Linked DNA regions of Zea mays: region 2 is linked to region 1. Evidence: chromatin contacts called from public Hi-C data. All regions are on one chromosome and are shown on one strand. The core of a region is the stretch at or near the end of the contact, and the rest is flanking DNA. Distances in the headings are between cores, read along the strand shown. Region 1 holds the start of LOC100283316 (gamma-secretase subunit APH-1B). Region 2 holds the start of LOC100281176 (VHS and GAT domain protein).

Region 1 (6,983 bases), core at 2,040-4,539:
CAAATTTTATATGGCAACGCATTTATTAGCGCATTTAATAGTCCTTGTTGGAATCAGTCCCCAGAAAATTAGGAAAAAGTCCTAGTAGATAACAAATAACATGACAAGCAATTCTTTCCATGAAAAAAATTGCTATGTGTATCCCTTCTATAAAATTGGGGCACAATTTGGCACATATACAAGTGCAATATGTATACATTCATTTAAATTCAGAATCTGGATTAAACACAATGCAGCACTTGAGAGATAATAATTTATAATTGCCAAGAAAAAAACCATTTTGTCTTGAACCAGAACTACAAAAGACATTTTCATCTTGTATTAAAATATGAAAACTTAGAAAACAAAAACAAGAAAAGATATTTTCATATTGTATCAAAATAACAAAAACTTACCTAAAGAAATCAGCATCTTGTCAGTCAATCTAAGACGTGGCTTAGATATTCTATCAGCAAAAGCATCTAGCATCTCTTCCATTTTCCTGGAAAATTTGTTATCAGATCCCATATATTCAATTACCACAGCAGATAAGAAAATGTCAGCTTCTGTTTATGGTTTACCTACTTGTAAAGCATCCAAAACACAAGACGAGTGCCTTCTTGCAATGCGACAGATGTAAGGATCAGAATCACATATGCCCACCAAGCTCCTGACTTTATAGGAAGAAATCCTCTCCATATTCCCGAGAGGACTATCAAACTTATAAGCCAAAATAAGGTGCTGCACAAAAAGATAAAAGCCAAGGTTAACATTTAAATATGATAATATATCCTTCCATTTTGAAATTCATAGGAGAACGTTAGAAGATACTTCAGTGTTTAAGGCACTAAAGAACATAGGGCAGTGATGCTGGGTACCGGGAACTCACTGTACTACCATCAAGGTCTGAAGCCAACATGGATAGAGAGAATAATGGTTTCTAGTTTCCATTTGCAGGTCTGTAAACTGTTCACTCTAACATGGATTAAGTTGACTTATATGTTCTTTCAAACTAATCCATTCTTTTTTGTCCTGCGAACAAAATAACTAAGCAGATTCATTTGGAAGTTTGAACCTCTGTTGATTGAGACCAAACTTAACTGGCAAGACTATAAAAGTTTCCAAACCAACCCTGACTGCGTGTACCACTCCCTTGATAAGGGTCATCACAGGAGAACAGCATAGCACTCAAAATTACCAAATGTAAAGATTCAAGCATTAAAAATGAATGGAGAAAAGTTACATCAGTTATTTATGACTAGTGAGTACTGATTAATAAGGTAGTGTTTGGTTCTGGAGCGGGACATCAAGGCTGGAGTCGTCCCCAGAGAAAAATATTCCTCTAGATTCAGGGATACATCCATCCCCAAAAACTGAGGTATGCAGCCATCCCACCCACCCCCCCCCCCCCCCAGACAGTGTTTTATTTGTGTTTGGCATCAGAGGAGAATGGAGAGAGCACAGCGAGCTCGGCTCCGACGCAGGCGGACAGCGGACGCAGCGCAGATGGCAAGGGCAAGGCGCGGGTGAGCTCAGTCCGGGAAGACATGGCCCCGGCAAGGGTGGGCAAGCTCGACACCAGCATCACGAGCGAGCTCAGCCCCAGCGGCGGCGCAGGTGGCCATGGCGGTGGCGTGGGCAGCCCTGACGGCAGCGCTAGCGGCCCCAACGGTTACACAGGCAGCCCCAATGAGGGAAGCCACATGGCGCGGGCGGAGCCTAGTGTGAGCTCGGCCATGGTGCATTTGAACTGCATTGAAGGAAGAAGCAGCAGCAGAGAGAGGATGGCAGATGAACGCCACCTAACAGATGTCTAACCGTGTACAGACATGATGTTATCCCCTTCATTCCATCCCTCCAACCAAACACAGAGAAAGGACGCCCCCGACCTCCCAACCAAACACCGAGATAGAATCATCCTATCCCAAAAAAATAGAGTGGATCCATTTCATCCCTCTCATCCCAAAACCAAACACACCCCAAAGTATGACAGCTTAAGCCTTATAATTCGAGAAGTTTCTCCTACCCCAGGTTATATGTTCCGTATAATAGATGCATCCACTAAATTCAATTGCAAATATCTCTGGAGTAATTTCTAACAGTGCATTCTATTGGAGAACACAAAGATTCAGTACTTGCAGAGGCCAGAGGTGTAATGTCAGGATACTACTCATAGTCATAGTTATATGAGATAGCAATGTATCAGAAAAATGCTCTGAAACAGGTTTGTTGCACGAAGTCACACAAACACATGCATCTTTCAGTCAGGTTCTGAACTTTTTTTTCTGTAGCTCATATCCTTCTTGTTGACTTCCAACGAAATAATTGATGACACCAGTTCTTTCTCAGTCTTTGATCTTAGGTATTTGAAATGCCAATTTACATTTTCATGACGAATCACCAATTGTCTTGCATCTTTCTAGCAATGAATTGTCAGTTGGAAAGGAAGAGGGGGGAGGGGTGTCAAGAAATATTTAGCATGATTGCACCAATACATCTGATTGCACATGATATGCCCCTTATACATTAAACAGCATTCAATGCTTATGTTGATACTCATAAAAATAAATGTACAAATCAAAAATAAAGAAAAGAGCCATTGTGGGACTGAATTAAAAGTCAACTTCAATACATTGGTGCACAGCTACATAGAGTAAGTTGCCAAGACAATAGACATAGAGTAAATTGTCAGCAAGCTTCGGTTTACCAACTACCTAAGGAGAGTATCAGTAGCATATCAGTGCAAGTTCTACAGGTCTGAGTCTCTGAGATCCACACATTCATTCTAAACCAGATTACAGATTTTGCAAACAGATGAGATAAATTGACAACTCAAAAACTACACAGAACAAGCCAATACGCCATGTGAACTGAATCCAACTAGCAGCATCCGTATCGATCCGGAAGAAACTACTGAACCCTAGCACAACTGCGAGTAAACCAATAATCCGCGTTTGCCTCACGAAACCACACCCTGGAACGCCTCAAACAAACGCCACCTGCCTCTTACGCCAATCGATTAACTGAATGTTCGCTTTTATTAGAGGGCAACGGACGATCTGATCAAAACGTGGCTAAAGAAGCACGAAACGGGCGACGCAAGGGGTAGACCTAGAGAGGAGGGTGAGGACGAGGAAGGGCTTCCTGACGACGACGCCGGAGAAGAGGGAGAAGGCGGGGCCCAGCGCGATCAGGGCGTAACCCAGCCCCGCCGCCAACGTCATCTCCTCTTGTCGACCCGGCCTCCGGCCCTCCGCACGCCGCCAGCAGGAGGGAAGACTAGGGGCTTGTTTGGTTCACTGCCTAACTTGCCACACTTTGTCTAACTTTTCTGCCTAAGGTTAGTTCTTCAATTCGAACGCCTAACCTTAGGCAAAGTGTGGCGCAGTTAGCCACGAACCAAACAGGCCCTAGTTTCGGGCTTTCGGCAACAGGGAACGGCTCTCTTTCGGCATTTCAAAGGGCCTGTTTGGCAATACCATGGTTGAGATATTTGGATACAACATTATAAATTATAGTATTAAGTAAAAGCTAGCCAAGGCTAATTTAGATTGCATTAGAGTTTTCAGTACTTCAAAAATATTATGATATTTAGAATACTGTGATTTTAAAAATATACATTTCAGGAACACAATTAACACCTTATGACATAAAATACGAACTATGATATTACATAGAAACCGTAAAATACTTCACTCCTAAATAGGGCCTCATTCTTGATAGTCTTTCAAAATTTCGTTTCTAAATTATTATTTAAAAAGTCATTTATATAAAAAACAATTTCATATATTTTTAATCTTCAACAATTTTTCTATGTTTGCACTCTAGAGGGTCACTTACATTTTTATCTTTGACTAGCGAGCATATCTATTAAGGCATCGCTAAAGCGTCGCTTTTGTAGTAAGGCGAGGGTACAGGGCAAGGCGCCGTGGTCGCTTTACTTGTCGACATAAGGCGTCCATCTTTGACTAGAGCATCGTCTTTGGGGCGCAAGGTGTCGATAAGGCGCTAGATAGTAGACGCCTTGGCCTAGATTGGGTTGGAGAGGGTACAGATGGAGCGCGGACTAGGTGGCGACGCTGACCCACCTCTCTCTTCTGTTGTGGCGTGGTCACGTGGCTCTTCTACTGCGCTCGCCAGCCCTCTCTCCGCGGTGGTGTCAGTGCGTGTCCTCCTAGGCAGCTGGAGTAGGACAACGTGATGAGGATGTCGCTGCCATTTATACAACCACAACGACAACCCTTCATAAGTTATGACTAAGCAATGACTTGTGCTAGTGCACGTGAACTTAGTTATCAGGTGAACTCGTTCCTTGCTGTTGAAACTAATTATCTTCTAAATGAGGTACTAAATACTTGTTATCACTATATTATTCTTATGTTTTTGGGAGGTGAACCATCTTGGAGTGGAGAAGTCAAAAGACAATAAAAGCTGTTGCAACCGAGAGGATTTCGTAAATGAAATAATTGCATGTTTAAGAGGGCATATCTTTCAGCTCTCAAGGTTGTTTAATGCAAGAAAGCACTTGTTGGAAAGATCGGATCAAGAATCAATGAGAGATAACACCCGAGACGTCCAGGAACAGTTGAGACAACTTCGTGACTCCACCAGTCCGAGGGGATTTCGTAACTGCAATAAGTACAAGTTTAAATGGGGGCATGTTGGGGACCTTCGGCATCCGAAGGTCCTCAAAAATAGGATTTAACAGTATTTCTGGAGTACAATGTGTGAGCAGGAATCCTCGGACAAGTCGGCGTTGCTGTAAACCGGATTAATACGAAGGTTGATACAGAGCCGAAGGTGTGAGCAGGAAAGCTTCGGCGTGACAGCAAAGAGTGGAACCGACTTAAAGATGAAAAGGCTATTCAGACCTCGGTAGACTACTATAGAATTATTATCAAATGTAAAGGGCATGAATGTAATTTTGTAAGGGCTGTGTCCCGTGCCTATAAATAGGTGAACAGCATCCATGTACTGTTCACGCTGACTTGGCATTCGCTTTTTGCGTCACACTTGTATTGTTATTTCCTTCCGATTGAAGGTACACTTGTGATTCAATAATATTTTTATTTATGCTCAATAATAAATGATTGTTCATGTTTTCTTTTATATTATTTATATTTTATCACCTTCGTCATTGTCTGATGAGTTTATGAAGGTATGTCCTTCATAACCTTCGTCCGCAAGTCATTACATCCTAAGGGAAATAATGCTTCGGAGGACGAAGGACATTAACGATTAACATTTTCTATGTTGCCTTGTTCTTAACTCTTGAAGTGCTTGAGAACAAGTCCCCAACATTGGCGCCCACCTCCGGTGAACTCACTTCCATTTCTTGAGCTTTTCAACATCTTCGGCAAGCATCACCTTCGTCATGCCGTCGAAGAAGGCTTCAGCACCAGGGGCTGGCACGCTACAGCCGCTGGACCCCAATCAAGACGTCCTTTCTCTTAGAGAGGCACGAAGCCAGAAGAGGAAGGCTACCAGTCCAACACCTCCGGAGGATGATCTAGATCAGGAGATTCAAAATCTGGAAATCCTTCAGCAGCAGGTTCAACGCAAGAAGGAAAAGATGGCCAGGGTAGCTGAACTGCAGAGGCAGATAGACGAAGCCTCTGAAGAAGTTCGTCATCTTGCTCAGGACGAGCAACACCGAAGGCCTCAGCATCAAGACCTTCATCAGGAGGGTTTTCCCAACGAAGATGATTGGTATGACAATTTCCATCATGGGAATTTTGTTTTTGATGATGCTTCTCCTCTGTCCGCTGAGCTGCAGGCTACACCTTGGCCCCCGTCCTACAAGCCGCCTCAGCTCCCTGTATTCAACGACCATTCAGACCCGAAGCAGTTCTTGATGAGTTACGAAGCAACAGTGTCTTCGTATGGTGGCAATGCTGAAGTCATGGCAAAATCTTTTGTTATGGCTGTCAAGAGTGTTGCTCAGACCTGGTATTCCTCCCTTCGACCAGGAACAATCACTTCATGGCAGAAGCTGAAGGATATGTTGTTAACCAGCTTTCAAGGTTTTCAGACGAAGCCGGTCACTGCTCAAGCCTTGTTCCAGTGCACTCAGGATCATGAAGAATACCTTCAGGCGTATGTCAGAAGGTTCTTGCGTTTGAGGGCGCAGGCACCAACGGTGCCCAATGAAATTGTCATCGAGGCCATGATCAAGGGGCTTCGTCCTGGACCTGCAGCTCAATATTTTGCTAGGAAGCCTCCTCAGACTCTGGAGAAGCTGCTCCAAAAGATGGACGAGTACATTCGTGCCGACAATGATTTTCGCCAAAGAAGGGAGGAGGCTTTCAGATTTTCTGAGATGACCAGGGGCTTCGGAGGAAGATTCTATCCGAGGCATGTCAGGTCCATCCATAACTCTACTCAAAGTGATGATAAGGGGAGTCAGCAGCACAGGCCGCAGCCCTCCTCACAGGCTTCGGGGCAACAACAAAGCTTCTTTCGGCCACCAGCTCCAAGAGGAAGAGGCGCCAGGGGCTTTGGCGGAAGATTTGGAGATCAACCAAGGAGAATATTTTGCTTGTTTTGCGGTGAAAACAAGGGCCATACCACCAGGATGTGCCATGTTACCATCCAAAAGCAAAAGGAGATAGCCGAAGCTGCAGCACAACAAGCTCAGCCGAAGCAGGTCATGCATACTGCTTCGTACCATGTGCCTTACATCCCAGAATACGTAGGTAACCACCCTGCAGTTTCTGTTGCTTCGGCAAGTCAACCTCAAGCTTCCTGGCAACAACCTCCACCTCCACCACCGCTGCAACAAGGCCAACAGCCAGAAGGGAGCCAATATGCTCCACACCAAAGGGATTTCAGAGAGCAGTCCGAAGCTCGTACAGTCAACAGCACCGTGCCGGAGTTAAAGCACATTTATTGACAAGTATCCTACCTTGATAGCAGTCTTTTCCATTTAGTTCTATTTTCTGTATAATAAAGAACATTTCGATTTTCATGTAATGGTTTTGTGGTTGGTCATAAGGGAAATCTAT
Region 2 (7,715 bases), core at 1,999-4,498, 270 kb before region 1:
TTCAAAAGAGAAGCATTAAGGATTTGCTATTGACAATCAGTAAATTAAGGTTTAAAATGTATGCACATACCCTTTTCTTTACTATCTTGACCATCTCATGAAGTATGTCTCTCTCAGCAACAACCATATGCACAACGTCCCCACAATTTTTTATCATCGTCTCCAGCAACTGAAACAAGTCGAACAATGCTGTAATTCAGTAAAGGGTTATTTAAATGTGGTCAGCAATTTCCAGTAGGGCTTGCACCAGACCAGTTCAAGGTCTCCTATTATATTATGTCCTAAGCAAAGCTTGCCAGGTTCTGATTATTATTCGCCCCTGAATCCTGATAGTACCAGCATCATATAAATCCTCATATCTCTTTAATCTTCCTTTTTTGAGTCACATGGTACATGTAGATAAATGGAAACATTTCCAATGGCCATTGGAAGGGCAGTGCAACAGGGGATTAACCAATGAAAACTCCAATTGCCAATAGTTAGAATGAGACAATCCTTTATTTTATTTTGGCTACAACAGTGCTTTCCCCCCTTTAAAGTCCACAAATGACCGTACAAATCTTCACCTTTTCTCCTTTATCATATAAACAGTGCAGTAGGGGATTCATTCCTCTCCTGTTTTAGCTAATACAGTTATGTTATTTTACAACTTAACTGTATGCAGGGGGAAATTTATTTTTCAAGGAGCATGATAACATGAAGGGTCCAGCACATTAACAAGGACCCATCAATGAATCCATAAAGTTTCTACCAACAAATAGTCTATGAATTGAAGCCAGGTAGCAGCAAGGGATTTGAAAATCACATTTACCGTGAGAGCAAGAAGTTGGACTTTTGGGTTCTTGTGTGCAATGCGTTTCTTGAGGGACTTTACCACATCTTTTGCTTGTCTAAGAATATGACAATAGAAAAATGTTTACTACAAGGTGATCATGGCACATCAATACAGGAATGCAGAACGACCAGAATTACAACAATGCAGTTCAAGTTTCATGAAAAACTGGGTCAATTCTTTTTCTTTTAATAATGCATGCAACAATGTTCTTGCCACCCTTTCTAGAACAAAGATCTAGTTTCATGGAAGGTTGCTGTTTTCATATATTTTAATATAATTAGAGCAAGTTCCAAGAGCAATTAGATATTCTCTTTATACTTCAAATGGAAAGTAATTTTTTAATTAACAGAGATTCCATCACAAGTCGTGGCACAAAAGTGAAAAGAATAGTTCACAAGATGGAAAATTGAAAGCAGACATTAAGTGACAGCAGAAAGAAACCCAGAAAATTATGAAGCAGTCCTGAAATTGAAAACTATGAGCAGAGCTCCTTCCCCTCTTTCTTTAAATTCTCAACTCTTACTAGCATGAAAGATACATGATCTTGAAATTAACAATTCTTATTTAGCCAACATAAAAATGACGAATCCCAGTCCTAAGAGTCAAAGGCAAGGAAAAAAACCAAACGAAATATCCACAAATATGTCACGTCTGCAAATTTTACCGGAGATGAATAAAGCATATGCATATTACAGTTTATGGTTGTGGCAACGAACCAAACACTAAACGAAATTCATAAAGAACTAGCCCCAATACAAAAACCATGACCAAGTTCACCATGTGTGTCCTGCAACAGAACTCATGGTAGTAAGAGCATCTTCTCGTCGCCAGTCGGCGCTGCTCCTTCTCGTTGCCGTGCTGGTGCTCTTCGCGTCCACCGCCATGGTGCAGCAGCAGAGAATTGCTCGTCCGCCATGTTCTCCGCCAGGGCGATTGTTCCAGCGGTGCACTAACCTCCCCGTGCGCGGCGCCAGCCTGTACTGGACGAACCACGCGGCGAACGCGTTCCGGGCGCCGCAGGCCACCAGCGGCTGGGTCGCGGGGGGCGTCAACACCGAGCTCGCCAGCACAATGGCCGGCAGGAGCCTGTTCATCGCCTCGCACTCCCAGGGCGGCAACAGCGCGGTGCCCGTCCTGATGACCTACCTGGAGAGCACGGCGACAACACCCTCAGGGTCGCCGTGCCCACTGGGCCGGCCGCGGAGTACTCGGGCGGCGCGTACACCATCTACGCGACGGTGGCGCTGCCGGGGAACAGCACGGTGCAGAACACTGTGTGGCATCCGGGCCGCTCTGTGGCGGGGAAATCGCGACGCGCAGCTCGGGGCACGGCCGCGCAGATCCTGCGGAAAATCTCGCGGCAGGGGGGGGGGGGGGGGGGGGGGGTGGGGGGGTATACACACGACCGCGAGTCCACGGATTTTTTTTTCCCCACGCGTGGGATGGAATTGAGAGTTGTTGGAGATGTATTTTGTCAATCTTACAAAAAAATCATATGAATGATTAGGAGAAGGAACAATTGGATCTATACCATTAAAAGATCCAAACTTTAGATATATACCATGGACCCCACATGTCATTGACTCATGTGGACCTATATGTAAGTGAGATAGTAATGGTATGGATCCAAAGTGGTGATCTTTTAATGGTATGGATCCAAATTTCCCTTAGGAGAATGTTTTGGGAACTGTCGGAGACGCTCTAGGCCAGAATTTGTTTTTAATCGCAGAACACACTTCGACATCTAAATTTTATAACTGGTGGAATAATTCAGGACCCAACACTCCCAAGCCAGTTTTTCCCTTCAAAGAACAAGATGAACTGACGAAGTGACGACATATACTAATAACCAGAAACCACAAAATGAACATCCCAAGGTAGTTTCCCCCCACCATTTGATAGAAACGGAGGCTGCTTTCAATAAAATTTAGAAAACCCCATCATTCAGCAATAGAACAGTAATACCAGCACTGGAAACACGCAGATGAAACGGGGAGAAAAAGAAGCAAAGTTGTGCGTGCGTCCTCACCCGGGTTCGCGGTTGAGGATGTCACAGATCTCCAAGTTCATCGCCCAGTCCGGGCCGATGAGCATATCGCTGGTTGCCCGCTCCACCATCGCCGACGACATCTCCGCTCCGTCCAAACACCACCACCACACAACGCCTTACTGAAGAGATCGCCCGCGCGCCCAACTAAACCCCTCGTTTCTCCCTTGTCCTTGGTCTTCTTGACCGGCCGGCCAACAAGTGGATATGGTGGTTTTTGTGGTGGATTCGGTGGCGGAGAGAGCGAAGGTCGTCGTGTCGAGCCGTTCGAGGCGGCGGTCTTTCGGCGAGCACGATAGGACTTGACGATTTCTGAATTGTGTTGTGACGACGCTGCTTGTCTTTTCTGATCGCCCCTGTCTGTTCGGGTTGGTTTTCCTCCGCCTCTGTCTTTTTCTTGTTTCTTTTTTTAGTTTTTCTTTGAACTGCCACGGGGAGGCACTTGAGTTGAGTCCGGACCAATGATGTACTCGGCTAACTCGCCATTATATAATTCTGCTGGATTATTGGAATTCGAGCGGATTGTGTCCGCCAACCCGAAGCCGGCATTGATTTTTAGTATTCCGATGCTAGTTAGAGTATTAAAATATCATCTAATTATAAAACTAATTAGACACATAAGAACTAAACAGTAAAACGAATCTATTAAACATAATTAGTCTATGATTCATCCATGTGATACTACGGTAGAAGTTTGCTAATTATAGATTAATCAGACTTAATAAATTTGTCTCGTTGTATAGTCTTCACTCACATAGTTGACTTTCAAAAATCCGACATCGAGAATAACTTCTTCGATGATAGGGTCTAAATGACAAATAATGCTTGATAAATTGAAACATCATGAATTTTAAATTGATCGAGTTGAGACAATGGCCACTTACCTTTTGGCATCTTAGGGGCTAAGGTAGAGCTTTGGCGGATGAAGGACTCGACCAACGCATTGGAAGGCTTGATCAATACCGTGAGATCCTCAACCATTGGTTCACCAGGTACCGTAACCGAAACAAAGTACTGGATGATGTGCACTCCGGAACATTGGTTGGCTCGGCTCTTGATGGCTAGTCTCTAGTATGGGTGAAAACGGCCGGTAATGGTCGAAAAAAAACCTCTCACCTTTTCAGTCGCATAATTTTTTGTTCAGTCGAAATCGGTAAACGGGAAAGTCAGAAACGGATAACGGTCGGTAAATTCCGGTATATCAAAAACGGATAAATCCGAGCAAAATAGCTCGGAATTGATCGGGAAACGGTAACTGTAATCGGAAAGCTCAATAAACAAATCCTAACCACACAATTGTTCATTCACATCCACATACAAGTCTCATTCACAAAAGTACACAAAACACAATCTTGTCTACATATAATTGGTCATACACTCTTAAATTTTAACACAAAATACATAAGTCTTAAAACACGATTGTTCATTCACATCCACATACAAGTCTCAACCACACAAATACACAATACATAGTCATGACCACACATAAATGATCATACATGTTCACTAAAGTTTTAACCACATAGTATATAAGTCTTAAACACACGATACATAAACTAGAAATCATGTGGCATGTCGTCTGGATCACTTGATATATCTTCTATGACATCTGAAACCCTACACCCTAAGCCCTAACGGGTATAGTTCCTGTCTCCTTGGTTGTTTTGTGGACCGAGAAAATACGGTAAGAAATACAGGAAAATACCGAATTTTCCCGAGAAATCTGAAAACATACGGTAAATATGTCTCACCGTTTATCGTACCATTTTCGTAATAACATATCCCGTTTCCGTCCCGTTTTCCGTATATCCCGAAAAATCTGAAAACGACCGGAAAAATCCGGTAAACGGTACTGTAAATTTACCGAATTTTACCGACCATTTACATCCTTAGTCTCTAGGGGCTCGAGAGCCCTAGTAAGAGGCACCGGTTCGACTGGGGCACTTTGAGAAGATTGCGTCACCGGATGCGGGGGACCAATCGAATCATCCGACAGATCCGTTCATAATCTAATGCATTAACATTCAAAACATGTTCATTCATATACCTTCAATTAAAATGGTAACTACGAAGTTGTCGTACCTTGCACATCTCTCGATTCTCTTCTTCACAGGAGTTGAAGATCCTCCCTAGGACAAGTCATTCTTGCTAACTGATGGTGTTGCCAATCGAGTTGGGGGCTTGGCGGTGATGTTTTCATCAGCCTCTAAACTCTTCTCTGCGCAGCACAGAGGTGTCTAGACCCTCACATGCCTAGATCGGCAAGGGCTTCAAGGAGGAGAGTTTTGGTCACCTGTTATGATTCTTGTAAGAAACCAAAACATGGCAACACAATTAAATTGGTGAAGCCTTCTCCCCGTATCCTCCCATGAAGGGAGGAAGATTTAAGGGGAGAAGGTTGAATAAGGCATTGAAGTCACATGAAGCAAAGTATATAGAGAAACAAGTTATGAAGCATATTCTTCACCCTTATTATTTTTCTCCTAATTACAAATGATGACAGCAATACATTCGAGATATATAAGCATTATTCCAAGCTTCAGTTGCTAAGCGTTCTAGACACGGACGAAAGAGTGAACAACAAAGGCCCCCTCTCATGGACATTGTGCTCCTTTATAGGGACAGGGCGATGTACAACTTCTAAAAAATTACATTTGTATCATTAAGCTCTATACACGTGATCTACAGAATTTAATGGGGGGATTGTTGTATTTTCCTCCATAAAACATGTTGTGCAATTATCCTCAACCCCCTTTGCTTTCGTGATGCCAAGGGCAACATTCGGTTCTTCTAGAGCACTTCGTCCAAGCCTTGATGATGAAGTTATTACCTCCTTCTTGATGATGAAGCTATTACTTCTTTCTTTAGGTCACGAAGGTCTCCTAGATAAAGCTTACATTATTAACCCTAAAACAAACTTGGAAACAACTAAAACTCATCAGTTTGAGGACCTTCGGCAAAGGCACGTGCGGCGACTCGACTAGATTTATAAGAGATCAAGTATGAAAACCATCTGTCCGCCAGTGATTTCCCCACACTTGAACCCATATAAACCCAGGTGTCTAATGAAATCGCGAAGGATCTCAAACTTTACCTTCACAACCAAGATCGTAATGAACCGACATTCGCTGCATCATGTGTTACAACATTCCACAGAATTTAAAATAAGTCAGAGTGCATAGTGTTATTACAACTTAGATGGCACACATGCCCAAATAACTCAAAGTAGCAATCACAGAGGTGATTAGTTTTAGCGGAAGCATTTATTCAACTAGCACCCACAACACGTGTGGGGTTTTCGAAATACTGTGCCAACATTTTGGTTATGTCAACCCACCAAAACCATGAGAGGAGAGTGGAGAAGCCTTGCCCTTGGCCTAGTTATCTCTTGTAGCCGGGTATAAACAATGCTCGCAATACCCGCAGAACATCTGGCCATCTGCAACAATCATTGGGAATAGCACCCTGAGTACTGGAATGTACTTCACTAGACTGGCCCATCCAAAACCAGAAAATAAGAAAGTAAAAGACACAAGGATTATGCAAAGCTATATCTGGAGTTGGCTCTTTCCTTTATGAGTAACGGGAGGTAATGAAGTTATTAACAACTTAAAGGGTTATTGTTGGGGGCCTTACTCTTTCGAAGGTCCTAAAAAATATGACTAACAATGTACTTTCAGTATAATGATGATTATCACAGGGAGCTTCGGGTCATGAAGGGAGTGTTCTCCTTCACCAAGGACTTCAAGACAAAGGCATAGCCCCAAAGCGACGACAATGAACGACCGAAGTTATAGCCAAAGGGAAACAACTTCGGCTTAAAGCAATGTCGAAGATCAAACATGGAACCTAGCTGAAGAGGAAAAGACTAGTTAGTCCCTAATGATTTATGTTACAGTAATGAGTAAATGTTAAGGTTATAAATGTACTTTTCCCGGGCTGCGTCTCGTGCCTATAAATAGGTGAACAGTACCACCATACTGTTCACGCTGAATTGTAATCGCTCTCGCATCAGCACCTTCGAACAAGCCGAAGGTATTAATGTGATGTATATTCCGTTAATGTTCATGCGTAGATTACATTCTATTAATATCCATGCGTATACCATCAAATACATATGTGATTGAACTGAAGGGCTATATACTATCTCTATGTACTCTTATCGTTATAAATGATGAAGGCATGTCCTTCATGACCTTCGTCTGAAGATCATTATATCCAAGAGGAGATAATGCTTCGGAGGATGAAGGTCTTTGACCTTTAACGATTGTGTTGCCTTGTTCTTGATTCACAGCATTTGAGAACAAGTGAACAACATTGGCGCCCACCTCCGATGAACTCGAACGACCACCTTCGGCAAACATTCACCTTCGTCATGCCGCCGAAGAAGGCAATAGCACTAGGGGCTGCCCTGTAACACCTCGGGATCCCCAAACACACTGAGATGCTACTGGACTTCACTACCAACAACCGAACACTAAGCAAAATAAAATTTGGCAGCATCTCCTTTGTAATTATAAGCATCGCAGAAGCAAAAGAGATATATCAATACAAAATGAATCATACTAGTATGATATAATTCTCATCAAGGACAATTAACCACGAATGAACCAGCTTATGCCTATATCATACTCTAAAGTATGAACCTCAAAAGTCAATAACCCAAGCTAATTATTTGGTTCTTTAAGCAATGTGTGCAACGTGCCGCTACTTCTCACTCCCCTTGATAAGCATCAAGCACCTGCATTGAGTAATGCAAGACTGAGATGAAACATCTCAGCAAGCAAAATGTTTTGACGGGATATTTAAACCACAAGATAAATTAATCAACAT

Evidence for each region. A called contact is a pair of places that touch in the nucleus more often than the background predicts.
Region 2: a contact with region 1 is called in a Hi-C map of leaf, with 5 times the contacts expected there. The contact joins the promoter of LOC100281176 here to the promoter of LOC100283316 in region 1. A contact is called at or near these places in 2 of 25 Hi-C or Micro-C datasets (ear and leaf).

Annotation. Positions count from the first base shown.
Region 1 is chr5:138,301,709-138,308,691 of Zm-B73-REFERENCE-NAM-5.0, reverse strand. LOC100283316 (gamma-secretase subunit APH-1B) reads right to left here and starts at 3,289. Exons shown (of 6, transcript NM_001364474.1): 1 at 3,091-3,289; 2 at 565-720; 3 at 396-481. The coding sequence starts at 3,203.
Region 2 is chr5:138,567,696-138,575,410 of Zm-B73-REFERENCE-NAM-5.0, reverse strand. LOC100281176 (VHS and GAT domain protein) reads right to left here and starts at 3,248. Exons shown (of 10, transcript NM_001154095.2): 1 at 2,865-3,248; 2 at 812-890; 3 at 71-169. The coding sequence starts at 2,965.